2 separate regions of the Zea mays genome follow, and region 2 is linked to region 1. The links are chromatin contacts, called in public Hi-C maps. All regions are on one chromosome and are shown on one strand. Each heading gives the region's core, a stretch centred on a gene start, on an enhancer-like site or on the middle of the called end of the contact. The rest is flanking DNA. Distances are from core to core; before and after follow the strand shown. Region 1 holds the start of LOC103647788 (SUMO-activating enzyme subunit 2). Region 2 has its middle 4.2 kb from the start of LOC100274963.

Evidence for each region. A called contact is a pair of places that touch in the nucleus more often than the background predicts.
Region 2: a Hi-C map of leaf shows a contact between it and region 1, with 4 times the contacts expected there. The contact joins the enhancer-like site here to the promoter of LOC103647788 in region 1. A contact is called at or near these places in 10 of 25 Hi-C or Micro-C datasets (bundle sheath, ear, endosperm and 4 more) and 1 of 3 datasets of contacts at active chromatin or transcription factors (seedling).

Annotation. Positions count from the first base shown.
Region 1 is chr2:215,025,956-215,033,839 of Zm-B73-REFERENCE-NAM-5.0, forward strand. LOC103647788 (SUMO-activating enzyme subunit 2) reads left to right here and starts at 2,870. Exons shown (of 11, transcript XM_020548590.3): 1 at 2,870-3,197; 2 at 3,314-3,403. The coding sequence starts at 3,162. LOC109944607 (a long non-coding RNA gene) reads right to left here and starts at 1,208. Exons shown (of 2, transcript XR_002267718.2): 1 at 1,120-1,208; 2 at 870-1,027.
Region 2 is chr2:215,150,982-215,158,865 of Zm-B73-REFERENCE-NAM-5.0, forward strand. No RefSeq gene overlaps it. Among protein-coding and RNA genes, the nearest start is that of LOC100274963, 4.2 kb to the right of the region's middle. Within about 2 kb of position 2,985, at least 15 of the 20 cell types and tissues checked have an H3K27ac peak or open chromatin away from gene starts, as enhancers often do. A contact at or near this core is called in bundle sheath, ear, endosperm and 3 more, where this site is marked.

The DNA of each region.
Region 1 (7,884 bases), core at 1,620-4,119:
GTCAGCACGTTGCGCGGTGTCGTGTTGCCGCTTTTCTCGGTGTCCATACACGTGGTGCGAGGCATCCCGCTTCATCTCTAATCACCTTTATGTGCACATCATCCATATGTGACCCCCTTCTCCATATAATTTCAACAAATTTTACTCTTTTGGGCTCCGTGTAATTTCATTGGTAAAATCTCTACTACTTATTAACGGTGCAAAGTTAACCTCCCATTCTGTGTTATATATATATATTTTTATTGGTATTATATGATCCCGTTGCAACGCACGGACAATCACCTAGTATAGTAGAGATAGAGACTAGTCGAATGTCCGTGCATTACTATGATTTATATATATATATTACGTGTGGACTTTGTTTTAATAAAACATGTGTGTTTTATTGGTTAGATATATGTAAATATTGAGTAAATAATAACGTATTAAATATAGTTTAATTATAAAATTAATTAAGACGAGATAAATTTATTAAAATCTAATTAAGTCTATATTTAATATTCATAATTGATATTCAAATATTGAATGTAACACAAACAAAAGCTCTGTTTGATTTCAACAAAATTTGAACATATGAGATAACGTATAAGTGGCACTTTATTATCTAACGAAAAATCTCACAATCTATTTTATTCTTGATAATGACATATATTGGAAGTTGTCAAATTATCCAATGCAATGCAATAAAATAAAATAAAATAAAATCCATAGTTCCAACCGCTATGGTTAGCAAGAAATAATATATTATGGTCATAATTCCATAAACATTGTCATTTACAAGCAAATAAGTGAAACTATTACCTTGTGGAACACGAAGGCCATTCACACGTTCTGAAGCATCTCGTAATACATTAGCATCATGAGCTGTTCCCTCCCAACCAGCCAACACATAAGTGAAGCGTAGATCAAAATCTACAGCCGCCATTACATTTTGAGTCGCATAGGACTTCCTACCACGAAAGGCATGCTCCATATCTCTAGGAACAATGGCTCTTACATGTGTACCATCAATAGCTCCAATACAATCCTAGTTTAAGGGCAATACAAGCATGAAACATTAGGGGCCATATGTGCAACATGAATATAGACCTAAAAACAAAAGAGTGATAAGTTTCACACCTTAAAATACGGATCCCATCTGTAGTTCCCTGCTATTTTGGTTGGAGTGTCCAATGAAGGTGGCCTAATTAGTTCCCCACGTAGCTCACCAATTGCACGAAGAACTTTATTGAAACATCGACTAACTGTTTCCCTAGATCTACCAAAATTCGTGCCAATCAACCTATTTCTAAGGTTATGCCCAACTGTATTTAGAAACATGGCCACTTGTTGTTCAACACACATATGAATAGTGTCCTGAAGTAAACCACGCTCTCTAAAATGTTTAGTTAGGTGAAAGAAACAAGCCCTTTTCATTCTAATCATGTTTATACATGTTGTGTCATCCCTCCAAATCTTTGTGTTGAGATATTCAATTCTAGTTCTATCCCTTTCATGCATTGGTGCATAGGTAATCCCAGTCCTCCTTGCATTTCGTTTTCTTTTTCTAGAATGAATAATCATAGCCATCATTGACAGTAATATATGTGCAGCAGCAACACAAACTATAATCTTGGTCTTCTTATCCATCTACATGTAAGCATCAAATCCAAAAAAAAATATATGGCATGTCATGATGAATCTGGAATCATATCAATATTTGGGGAAATAATCTCAAGCAAACAGCAATCATGTAGAATTGATATATAGGTGTACAATCAAGTGTTCATGCAAACTGTCCATAATAACAAAATATAAGTGTTAACTGCATGTATGCATCGGACTTGTACCTAAAACACATTCAACATATTTTTTCCCTGCTGAACATTACATTAATCAAAATATAAGTTTTTATAAGTTAATTTATCTACTCCTATATATTTCATACTTTTGTTATACATTTTTATCTTTTTCCTATTTTTAGTTTAATAGACATTATAGTACGCATGAATCTACGATTTCATTTCTTAGATATGGAATATCGCTCTTCTTAATTGAGCTTATTTTTCCATGTGAAGATCGGATATTATTCTCTGAACCTATAACATGGCAAATCAATCCACTACAGACTACAGTACTACTGATGTTGTGGCGAATCAATCCTACTACCTACAAACTAAGTACTACTCGTGATATCAGTCCACCAAAAATCAATCAGACTAGCACCAAAAATCAATTAGACTACAGTACTACAAGATCTAGAACTCTAGGTGCAGCGTGGATGGACATGGCACCCGGGATCTGGAACTTCAGGTGCAGCGTGACCTCCAGGTGCCTGCTTTCCTGTTCGGGCGACCGTCCAGGCGAGGGACACAAGGCGACGTGAGCAGAGGGAGCAGAAGCAGCAGCGTCGGATGCGAAGCAGAGCAAGAAGAAGCAGAGCTGCGGCGTGCTCTCCACGTCGGCTGCTACCACCACACCGCCGCAGTACGAGCATAACTCGGGTGCCTGGTACGTCGCCACCACGCCCAGGGATGGAGGAGGAAGAGGAGATCAGAGGGGAAGAGGAGAGTAGAGGGGAAAGGGGACTCACCGCTCGTGAGGGGCCTTGTCCCACTCTGCACTTGGAGTTCGCCGCTCGCCGGCCAGCGGGGTGAAGGAGCCGGATCTGAGGATGAGAAGGGCTCGTGAGGGGCTTTGTCCCAGGGAGGACGCAATTGTCCGTCCGATTCAGAGGGATGAATAGGGACAATATTCTAGTGATAGTATTTTTGTGGGGATGGTCCCGTCTCAGCCTTGACTCACAACCAAACACTCTAGTGTGTGGGATGGTCCTGTTCCATCTCGTCCTGACCCGCAACCAAACACATCCTTAAAAATCTAGGTGGAACCAAACGTGCCTTAAATGCCGCATCGAGCCTGGCACGACGGCTGACCAGCGGGCAGCGGGCAGGCTGGGCTGCCCAGGCCCCACCGCCCCAGGCAGGCAGCACCGCAGTCCGCAGCAGCCACCCGGACAGCATCCCTTTGGCAGCCCGCCGTTCCCTCCGCGTCTCCCTGGCACGAAATTGCCCAAACCGCTCTCCCTCTCGCCCCAACTTCCCATCCGCACCCCCAAACCCCACCTCACTCAAAACCCTCGCCGTGCCCCTACTGCGCCCCCCCCCCCCCCCCCCCCCCCGATGTCCGCCGCCGCGTCCTCGGAGGAGGCCGTCAAGGTGAGTGACGGGCCCCGTCGTGCACTGTCGGATTTCGGTTGCGCCTGCGCGCAGGGATGATTCGTTAACGTTTTTCCCTGGTGTGTGCGCGTGCGTCTGGGTGCGCGGGCATGCAGGCATCGAAGGTGCTGATGGTCGGGGCGGGAGGCATCGGCTGCGAGCTGCTCAAGACGCTCGCGCTCTCCGGATTCAGCGACATACACATCGTGAGTCTCCGTTTCGTTTTGACATCAACGCTGTGTTTAGGTTTACTGCCTCGTTTTGCTCCAACCAGTGCTTCATATATATTGTATGCATCTCGTTCATTTTTTATTAATCATGTCCTAGAAATGATGTTCGTACCTAGGAGGATCGGATCAAAAGCTGCCACGGCATTAATCCATGATCGGAATGCTCGACACCAATATTGGGAACCATCCACAAATGTGTCAAGTATTTCTCACCAATTTCTCAAATATAATTGCGCCTAAAAATAAAGGACTAATAAATACTTCACCGGACATACATCGTTCGTCAAACACAAGACATCTCATTGTTTATTATTCAATATATTGAGTAGGACACTACTCAATATAGATTCACCACAGACACTTAAATGTATGAAATCAACCATGAAAGCAAGATCAGATATCACACTCACATTATTCGATTGATGCTTGCCTTTCATATATCAAGGCATAAAAAGGTATAAAGGTAGCTGTCGGAGAGAAAACATCTCCGGCCAGGTGGCGTAACACACTCGCCCTGATCCTAAGACGAGGAGGGGGCTTAGGGATTTGTCTGGCTAGTTGGATGAACTTGAGAACACAAGGGTTAGAGTGGTTCGGGCCGTCGGAGCGTAATACTCTACATCCACTGTGAGTTGTATTGCTTGAGAGTCTCTCAGTCAGTCTGTGTTCGTCTGTCCGTTTGTTAAGACCCTCTGAGAAGCCTTGAGTTCGTTTTTCCTCCGTCCTCCCCTACCGTGTGTGCCCTCCCTTTTATAGCGCGAGGGGGGGGGGGGTGCGTCCACGAAGCGCGGGAAAAATGCCGTGACTTGTTACTATTTCTGGCCTGATTCCATAGAATCTGCAAAATGATCATTAACGCTGTTATTGTAGACCCTGGTTTCAATATCGCCCTCAACATAGACAGCAGAACTGACATAAGGTGAAAGAAAAAATATAACAGCATCCGTAGCGAAAAAGATTGATATAGTTGTATTCAAGGTAAAATGAAGATTTTATTTATTTAAACCACATACTCCTTCACCAGCTTCTGAACAGCATAAGCACCTAGGTGGTCATTATGGACAGCTATGTGGTGCCACTGAGCTGGCTTTGGCAAATCCTTAGGCCCAATTACCCTCTCGTCAAACATGCCACTCATACCAACAGTAAAAACAGTTACTGCATGCCCATTCCTTGATTTTTTTGCGTAGGCACTTGTCCAACTTCGCCACCTAGCAAAAGGAAAACAGATTAAAATTGTAAAATAGTGCTCCTCAAAAACAAAACAACATGCAGAATTTCATATAAAAGATATATGATGTCCAGTTTCTATGTCCATACCCTGTGCACGCCACGAAACTCCCAGTCCTTATTGGTATCTACACTTTGGGGTTGTAACTCTCTTTTTGAATCTGGACAGTTATCATCATATTCCATAATCCATATCACCCTTCTCATCAAGGTCAGAGAAAGAAACAGTAGAGATCAGAACTCGTGATTGTCTGCAGAAAACTACAGAAAGGTTCAATATATCTTGCATGTTAGTGTAAATGTATATATCATATAAAATGATTGACCAGTGATCACAGTTTCCATGTTACTATGTCAGATTGTCAGGTGAAACCTGTGAGTAACACTGAACCAAACACCTACCTGTTGAAATCCTTTTGCTGTTCGATGACCCCCTCAAACTCGTCAACAATCTGGTGTTGTCACCAGTCATGGTGAATTTACATGAACAGATAAAATGAAGAAGATATAACCACAAACAAAATAATGGGATTTTTTATGTTTTATTTTGAACTTAAAGAAAACATCAGAGCAACTTTGTTCAAGCCAACATTCTATCAATTATTTTTTTAGAGCCTTAATGTTAACACTTAACAGTAAAAAAACATCGTGAAAATGATATGTCCGGAAAAAAACTGACCACGGACAGCGTGATCAGAATGGTGAGAAATTATTTCACAGGAGAAGGTTTAGAACAATTAACTCATAATTACATGCATCTAAGGAACACTTTGTATGTAAACTGCAGATAGCAGTAGAAAACAAAATAATAAACAGGGCACTGAGCGCGCGCTTTAGTGCACTGAAGCGCTGAAAGGATGGGTAACGCTTCGCTTTAGGGCATAAGCACTCCCAAAGCGGCAGGACTGCCTTGGTCTGTTCTGATCCTGTTTATCCTAATCGTCCCTAAACCTGCCAGCACATACCTCTCATTTTTGTGCTTGTTGGGAGGATATGTATCAATGTCTTCATTTCTCAAGCTGATATGTATTAAGTTTGAGGCTCCAAGCACTCTTTGACTGAATCAGCATAAAATTTTTGATAAAACCAATGTGGTGTCATTTGGTAGACCAAAGAATTACTGCTATCATTCATTCACTGAATTCAGGCCAGTACGTGCATCTTCATCGTTGACATCAAGAACATTGAATTCAGATCCAGAGTCACAAAACATAATACCAAAAAAACCACGGATTTCTGTCTTGATAAGAGAAAACTGGAGGCTGGTGGTTACGATAATAATAATCGAACTCAAATGCCAATGAAAACAACCGCTTGAAAATTACCTTGAGGCTTGAGCGCGAGGATGACCGGGCCTCCAGATTCAATAGGAGCATGACGTCGACCCTTGACCGCGGCAAGCCTCCAAGCCAGTCTCCATCTCCGTCGGCCCTAGCATTATCGTCGAGGAGTGCGCTTTTCGGCAACTGGCTTGGTGGATACGGCTATTGGATCCAGCTTCCTACCGGCGTGTGGTGCAGCCGCCAGGGCCAAGCAAGCGCAAGCCATGATGCTACTGGCGAGAGGCGTGAGGGGAGCTGCTACCGCCACCGACGAGAGCTGGCGCATTGCCGCCACTGCCACCGCGGAGAGATGGAGCGAGAGTTGGCGCACGGGAGCCAGAGATGGCCCATGGATGGACGCGCGGACCCTAGCTCCGGAGATTTCTGCAGGGGGTCTAGGGTTTGGGGCGTCGTCGACATGGGCAGGTCCGGGGGATGGATGGAGGTTGGATGTGCGAGTTAGGGTTTCGTGAGGACGCACGAGATGAGAAGCGGAGATCGACGTGTGGCGTATGACCTTGTTGGCGTCGGTGACGGTGGCTGCTTTGTCAGCGGCGGCACGGCGGGACTGTCACGTGTCGTACGGTCGGAGGCGGTGTTCCCGCGGTTGCCTGCAGCGGCGTCGTCGGCGTTCCCGTGGTGTTCGTGGTAGAGGCTGGGGCGGTTGGTGGCTGTAGGCGCGTGTGTGTTTGGGCGAAGGGCGGCCGCAGGACAGATTATCGTCCAGTATCGACAGATGATGATGATGATTGATGAGTAGCGTTGGATGATCCATTAAAGAATGACCGTCGGATGTGATTAAGAGACAGGAGACAAATGAAATGATCTGGAGCATTGGTTTTTGATAGAGGGATTTGTTTGGGGTTAAAACGTTTGGTGGATTTAGCAGGGGCATGAGTGTGTGGGATGGCTTGTTGGGTGTACGTAGTTTAGTTTAAACTGGTGGGTTTAAGGGGTAGAGATAGGGGTCTCGCAGGTCCTGTTGATGGCGGTTTGCTGGTATGTTCTAGGCTGGGATCTGTGATGGGGATTGCGTTGACCTAGGGCTAAGAGGTGGACCTGTACTGTTCAAACCAAGAGTTGGCAATCAGCTGCGCTGATGGCACACTTACTCTAGTGCTGAGGACTTCAGTGCTCTTGCTTGTAACTGTGCTTTTGGCTTCTGTATTGCATCTTGGGACACTCTTCGCTACAATTGTGTTTAGCGCCTTGCTCTATTCAGGCTCATTCTTGTCCTGGTGTTTATTTTTATGTTGGTCTGATTTTTTCGTTTTTTACCTTAATTACTTAGGTTCTTCAGTGTAGTTTATAACCAGTTTATAAACAGACACATCCCATTCCTTGTTTAACCAAAGTACATAAATCAATGTGCTTGAGATATCAATGATCTGATTCCTTTTATTGTTGTTATGTCCTGTTAGACTAGTTTCGGGTTTGCCTCATAAACCAAAATTATTTCTCAAGATACAAAACCTCTAGCTAGCTGCCTTTAGCATGCATAGCACAGGCCGCAAACATATTTTTGGGTCATCTATTATTTGTGCCCTCCCCCACCCCCAAAGAAAGTGCCATGGGATGGAAGTCATGGGTTTGAAACAACCCCCTTGCAAAATAAGAAAATCCAAAGCTGCCTAAAAACTCTCTTCCCAGACCCCCACCTGGTGTGGAACCTTTTAGCACTTTGTGTGTTTTTTTATTTGCTCCGCATTATATTATATGTTGTGCACAGGAAAATAACCATTCATTTTACTGCAGATGGCATATCACAGGGAGATAAAAAAATGTGCTGCATCTGTAAATTTTCTTTATTACTTTGATGCCTATGATTTGACTCCTATCATGTATTTTTATCCTTATATTTTGACAGTTGTTAAGCATGCTTTTAGATTATACTCCCTTGTTGCT
Region 2 (7,884 bases), core at 1,735-4,234, 130 kb after region 1:
TTTATTTATCACTTGGACAGGTCTTGGACGGTTCTGGATTATGCTGGGGGTCATCGTCGCCCTCCCAATGGCATCCTCGGCCTGCTGTGCAGGGAACACTTCCTTGGATTGGTGGAGTACGCCGGAGTGACGGGCCCAACTTTTACCTTCGACCACTACGCCGTCGCCCCCGATGCAGTAGACCGGGACGGCCGGGAATTCGCAAACAAGGCAGAGCGGGTGAAGCAAGAGCTGTGGGTAAGTCTTAGTATAATGTAAAATATGTCGCATTCGTTACAAATTCTTGAAATAATGTATGGATACATCGTTTTTGTATGCAGGATTTCTTTAGATGCGATGCTGGATACGAGGCTAGGGCGGATGTGGTGGCCACCACGAGCTGTAAGAAGCTCGTCGTGGACATGCACTATGAGGCCCGAATCCAGGCCATCATCACCTACCATGGCTCCGTCCTTGGGGAGAGGGTGAACAAGCAGCAAGCCCGAACCATGTCGTTGACCAGGGACCAGTACCTGCAGGTAAAGTCATGCATTTTGGTTCCAGCACTCCATGCATGAATTTTATTTTATCTTCTGATATGCACTTTACGTGTTTACTTTGTAGGTGATTCCACATTGGTGCGCCGCACATCCTCTGTGCTGGGAGCAGATGGTGGATATGTGGTGTTCGGTTGAGTGGGAGGAGGCACACACCGCTAGCCGGGAACGGCGTATGATGATGCAAGGTCCCTCCCACCACCAAGGCAGCCCGAGCCTAGGGAATTATGCCGAAGCATGGGTACGCACTCTTTTTTATTTAGGTATATAGCATTGGATTAGATATTGTTTCTAACTATCTCGTTGGTTTTCTTGCAGTCGGCGTCACATGGTGGCCGACCTTGCTCCACCTTCTCGGCCTATGCTATGGCCCATAAGGGCAAAGCGACGTCAGACGTCACCTACAACCCGGAGGACAGGCCCGAGGCCTACACCAACCACGCCGTCTACAACCGCCTTCATGACTACACCGCCATGGCGCAGGAGGTCCATGGCCCAGACTATGATCCAAGCACCGAGCCGATCGACCCCGATGTGCTCATGAGGGTCGGAGGAGGCAAGAGACATGGGCGCTACTGGATTGCCGACTCGACAATCGACTCGTCCTCCACTCCCACTCTGTCTCAGGTGAGAGCAAGGAGCACGGGCTCGAGTCCAGCCATACGACCTCGGCACGACAGCTCACAGCTTCGCATACAGCAACTCAAGGTTAGTGCTTCTGTAACTCGTCCTTCCTTGAGTTATATACCTTCTCTTTGAGTTACTATAACGTTGGCTTGTAATATTACAGACTCAACTAGAAGAAGAGAGGAGGGAACGTCACGAGATGGAGGCGAGGATTATGGCGGAGCGGGAGGCGGAGCGGGAGGCTGATCAGAGGATGGTAGAGATGTTCCAGTACATGCAAAGCCTTGGCGCCGCACAGGGCATCGCTCCACCACCTCCATTGTTCCCTCCAGTTGACCCTGCTCTCTTCCATACTCCTGTGAGTATCAAAATTGTAGTTAGATGTTGGTAATGCATCTGGTATAACACATGCAATCTCTTCTCTGTGCAGGGCCAATCTGGGGCGGCATCCAACAACCCTCCAGAAGGGTTTAGCCCAATGCAGCACCAGTCAAACCGCCCACCTCCATGAGATGTTGTGTTTTCAGTGTTTAGACTTCAGAACTTGTGTATAATACTTATGTTTGTGTTTGATACTTATGTCAGAGCTTGAGACGTATGAGACTTATGTTTGTGTTTGATACTTGTGTTGAACACTTATGTTTGTGATGAATATTTATGTTTGTGTTGGCTATTTATGTTTATGATGATATCTGTGATGTATATATGTAATATTTTTTGTTTGTGTGGATGGAATACAAAAAACAAATAAAAAGGTGCATACTGGTCACTTTGCCGAGTGTAACACTCGGCAAAGAACCAAGACCTGGGCACCGGTATAGGTTCTTTGCCGAGTGTAATGTCTCTGACACTCGGCAAAGAACCTGACATGGGGACCCTCCCTGACGGGTTCTTTACCGAGTGTCCTAGGTGGCACTCGACAAAGATGGATCATTTGCCGAGTGTTGCCGGGCAGACACTCGGCAAAGATAACTCTTTTGTCGAGTGTCACCAGAGACACTCGGCAAAGCCGCAGTCTCCGTCACCCGGCGCCGTAACGGCTGCTTTTCTTTGCCGAGTGCTCTCTGGCACTCGGCAAATCTCTTTGCCGAGTGCCCGAGAAAAAGCACTCGACAAAGAAGGTTTTGCCGATGCACTGTGTGCCGAGCCTTCTTTGTCGAGTGCGACACTCGGCAAAGCCTTTGCCGAGTGTTTTTAAGGCTTTGCCGAGTGCTTCGGGCACTCGGCAAAGCCTGCGATTCCGGTAGTGGATGGTTGTAATGTAGTAGTGAAACAACTAAATTAAAATAACAAAATTTATGTATGGCTAGGATTACAAATGGATTATGAAACATTTTCTTATAACAATATAAGACACATTTTGTATATAAGTTATTATGTTATTATATGTCCCTGTTGCAACGCACGGGTAATCACCTAGTTATTCCACTATTCCCTAGTCATACCTATACATGGGCTTTTGAGATTTTTCTAGGACTTAATTGAATTACTCAATTGAGCCTAGCCCATAAATCCAACAGAAAGTACTATTTTAAATTATAGATTGCACTGTTCGTAGATTAGAGATTGAAATAGAGAGTTAGATAAGGAGTCTATTGAAGATAATCTAATAGAGGGCGAAATTTTGTGCGCCGCGGGTTTCTCCGTGTAAAACCAAGTTTTTGGGCTCCTAATCGGGGAATTTGTGCGCCATAGCCCATAGGCACTCATTCACCCGGTCTTAATTGGCTCCGCGTGCTGATTCGTTCACACTGACAGATGCTGCGCTTTCCTGCCTGCCTTTGATCCCAGTGGACGTAGACGTGTGATCCATCGGTGGCCCGTACGCCGTGCTTGGTGCGGGTGCTTCTGCCTTTAGGTGGGCGGACCCAACTTCGGCCGGCCCTCAGCCAACTTATATTAATCAACTTTAGTCGTATTCCTTTTTAGAGTGAGAGTATATCTTTAGGGATAAAACTAAACTTGAGTTGTACAGTTGTTTTCTATTTCGGGAGCGTGGGCGCGTGGCAGTGGGCAGTGGCACTGCGGACGCGAGCAGCGGTGACGTTTACACCAGCCTGTGATCCGCTTCATCTGCTGCCAAAATATCCTATCACTCTCTATCACCGTGTCCGTGTGTTAAGGCTATTCACAATGATAGTTTTACAATGGTTTCATCTACATTTAATAGTGTGCCACGTCATTATTTTAGATAACATATTATAATATTTAAGATAAATGAGTTTTACGAGGATAAAACTATGTCAACACGTTTTCAAGGTCTTGAAAATCGTGTGAAACCTCCATTGCGAATGATTTGTCGTTTCATCTCCATATATTTTACTGATTTCTATTGGTTGTTTAGTTGCAGCATTTAATTGATATCTTAGTCTATAAAATAGTGAAACTAAATTTTATATTGAGAGTTTCATGACACTCTTGATGATGTGGCAGTGCTGGAAAGAGTGTTATAAAATAGCCATTATGATTAGCCTAACGACAACAAGTTCCGCGATCAGCGGGCACCTAGGTCAGGCAAGGTGAATAGGTCGGTGGTGACTGCTACATGCGGACGACTGTTGGAACGGGTGGAGGCGTGGAGCGCTGTGTGGCGTGTGGTATACTGCATTTTAAATTACAAGTCAATTCAATTTTATAGAGAATCACAACGTTTTAAGCGTAACCAAATTTATATTTATATTAATTACGATATAAAAATACTATTAGATTTTAATTAATTATAATTTTATAGTATATCTATTTAACGTTATAATTTTGATCAAATTTAAGATGTTTTATTTTAAAATAAATAAAATGTCTTATAATTTAAAAAGAAGGGGGTTCATGTTTGTGTAAGCCACTAAGGCTGTGTTAGGATTAGGACCCATCCGAACTTCTATAAACTGTGGTACAAGGTAGGTTTATTCGATTTCCGAGACTGTGGAAGCTGGCTTGTAAAGCTAATGAATGTTTGATACTAGCTTGGTTTTCATAAGTTAGATTGGGGAGTCTATTAAGATCTAAACGGGTTCTAAGTTAGTCGGCGAAAGGTGTGAGGCTCCGGCTTAAAAAGTAGATGTGGAGCTGAACTAGAGGGGGCCCAATGCTGGCCATGATGTTTTTTTTTTGGGGGGGGGGGGGGGGGGGGGGGTAAAGAAACAGCACATACAGAGCTGAATGCAGAACTGGAACTCCGTGGGGTGCATGTTGATTAGTGGTGATGGTTTGCAAGTCATTTCAGCACGTTTTACACTCGCAATCAGGGAACTTGTTCTCTCGCGCCTTGTTAAACAAGTGCTTTCAACTGCGGTCAAGCTGATACCAAGCTTTTTCACTCTTTGGCTCTTCTTTGATAAAAGGCAAAAGAGAAAAATCGGAGGAACCTTATTGTTAGGCCATCTTCGACGGAGCGTTTATATATATAAACGTATAAAACATTTTTTAATGTAGACTATATTATTTATAAAGTAAAGTTTAAAATAAAAAGTGAGATAAGAAATAAGATAGGAACATAGCCTATCGAAGACTTGGAAATTGATAGCGCCCAGACCTGAGTTTTGCTGTGGTCTTATAGATGCCTTGGTTGGCTCACTTTAGGCCTTTCTTGTTTTGATGGCCGCCAGCCCGGCCCTTGGAGCCAACCTGCTGGCCTGAACCGAAATGCTAGATGCGTGGATAACAACCCTATGGAAGCACGTATCTCCAGCAGCTTATTCTTATCCATTCTCGTTTTTATAGACTATACGAACAGTACAGTCCAATACAAAACAATATTTTATACGACTATATAAGTGGGCTGCTAGAGCTTTCAGGCGGTCTAAAGACAGTTTTGTTCAGTCTTTAGTGGGTTAGTTTACTGTTTGAGTGACTGGACCCACATATCATAATAAAATGTTTAGGCGCCCTATATGGTTTTGCTTTTCATATTTTAATTAGACCATATTTTGGATAGCTTGTGAACGCCACTAGTTGCTGCTGACTCCGGACGATTGTATTGAATATTATTAACATGATCAGAAATCCAGTAGCTGCGAGATCTAACCGAATTGAAGATAAACGTTTATATATTCAGCGGCTCCCCCCTACTTCACCGTTCTGCTGCTACGTCAATCTCCTGAGGTGATGACTGAAGAATCATTTTACCATTGGTTGTCCTTTGTGTTCAGGTGGCAAGGAAAAGAATCAGTCATCTTAACGGAATGAAATGGTTGGACGGTGATGTTTGTGACATGGGATGGCAGTCAAGGTAGCCATGGAAATATAATGCTTATCCCACCTTCTACGAGATTATGCCTCGAGGAAATTAACAGAGACGCATAGCAGACAACATGCATGGTAGAAAAAAGCAGATCTAGCTAGAAACTAACTAAAAGGTGGTAGGAAGAAGGACCAAGTGCTCGTTTAAGCTAGGCCAAAGGAGCTGAGGGATAGAATCATCTGGTAGACAGCTATGGAGCACTGCAAGGAGAGAGGACGAACAATTAAAGATGAGATCTATGTCAAGTAGTTGTTCCTGTCTTATCATCATCAGTGATATTATTTAATGTTTTTAGCGAGGAATATGTGAAGGAGAATATTGGCGATGCTTGGTCTAGGATAAGATGGCTCAGCTCCAATTCAGCAATGATAAACAATTAAAATAAGAAAGGTTTTGATGGAAGTTATGTGGCCACGCCATCCTAGCTATAGCATTGGCAATGTTGTGAATAAACATCGGTTCTATTCAACCAATACATACAGTGGTTTAACTATATCATATAAACTTCATTAATTATTTATTTATAGATGTTGGATCGATATAACTATCTTAAGCATTACTTGGACCGGACTAAACTTCATAGACTGAGAATCCTGCTGTCGGATGGGCATGGACTGGTAGGCGCTGCCGCCTAAACTTCATAGCTGTAACACCCCTGGTGTTACGAGAACTAAAAATTTGACATGTCATTATCAGCATTTGCATTAACTTGCTTGATACACCTAGAATGCATTCACTAGGTCAACAATTTGCAAAATTGGGATGTTTTGTATTGAGTGTAGGGCTTAGTATTAGGGCTTTGCTTGAGCTAAGTAGGTGAGAATCATCTCTTAGGCGAGTGACAAGTTGACTTGGAGTCTTAAGTACTGAAGGTAAACTTAGAACCTAGAGTAACTTTACCTTTGAAGTGTAAATCAAGTGGAAGGATCGCTTGAGGAGAGGGATCGACTTCAAAACCCTAAATTGAGCCCAAGAGTGAAATGATGCATAAACAAAGCAACTCCAAAATAAGGGCCTTTTTGGCCATGAGTTCTGAGTACCAAAGTTGGATCTTATATTAAGGAGTAACTTTGCTTTTAGTGGTGGATCAAAGTTGAGAGGTGGTTTGGAGAAATAGTAGTCACATTTGAAACTCTAAATTAGTCTCAAAAGTGGAATTTAAAATCCATTGAGAATTTGTCAAAAGTCCATATATCAAAGTTGTGGAGCTTGGAAAAGTGAACAATTTTCATATTTGGAGCTCTCCTAGTGATGTGGGAGAATTTAAAGTAATTTGCAAAAGTTCAGATTTGAGTCTGTTGGAATCAGCCCAAAACAGTTTTGTTTATCTGTTTTTGGATCCCTGTAACATTTAATCCATGAGTATTTTGGAAACAGTTGCTATAACAAACTTGTAGATTAACTATAGGAGAACAACTTTTATTAAGTATGATAGCCTTAAAACTATATGAAATTATGAGAAAAAGGGATACAAAGTGGGGCTGCTAGGTTTCTACATTTTCAGATTGAGAACAGTATGTTAAGTCTGAAATTTCAGTATTTTGGCTGTTTTTGGAGCTTGTTTGTGGCCAATCCATGAAGCTTTGGGCTACGGTGTTTATAGAGTAAGTGAAGCCCATATGATGTTGAACAAGTCTCCTTAAGTAAGTTTGGCTTGGTCCTGTATAAAAAGTGGAGTAAAGTTGGTTCCAAAATCAGCTGACAGGTTTGCACTGACTGCATTTTTATTCAGCTGCTGAAATCTGAAGTTCAGTGAAGGATGCCTAGTTTGGAGCCATTTTGTGACTTATCTGAGTGGTTTTAGACTATAGTTTCTATAGTAAACTTGGAGAAGTTATGTTGGTAAGTAATTTCCTTATTTTGATACTTGTAAGGTTCTGCATAAAAAGTGGAGTAAAGTGTACTCAAAGTTGGAATGTCAGGTGTTGGGGATTCAGACTTAGTGTAATAGCTAAGTCTGAATCTGTGTGGTTTTACCCAACTTGGGGGCTTTGTGATAATTAATCTAGGCGAAATTGGGTTAGAAATTCTATAGAACAATGAAATACCATATGAAGGAGAACAAGTTTCTTTCATAGAGTTGGTCTTTCTACTGTGTAGAATTTAGAAAGAAGAGTGTTGCAAAACTCCCTGTCAGAATGGTAGGGTGCTGTTTCAGTTAAGCTGAAAATGGGGTTTCAGTAGTTTTGCTCTACTTTGGTGCTTCATAAATATGGTTATGAATGTTTTCAGCCTAGGGGTGCTATACCAAGTTGGTAGGGCTATAGTTAGATAGTATCTTTGATTAATGGAGGTGGGTCTGTTGTTAAGGGGAATTGTGAGATCCAAGGGCTTAAACAGTGAGGAGTGGAATGAAGCAGCAGTCTTGTTTCAGTTAACTTCAGAGTTTGGTTTTAGAAACTGAACAAGATCCTCTCTCTGTTGTACTCCACCCATGTGCTCGAGTTGGGATACATCCTAGAAGATCTAGGGTCTCTCCATACT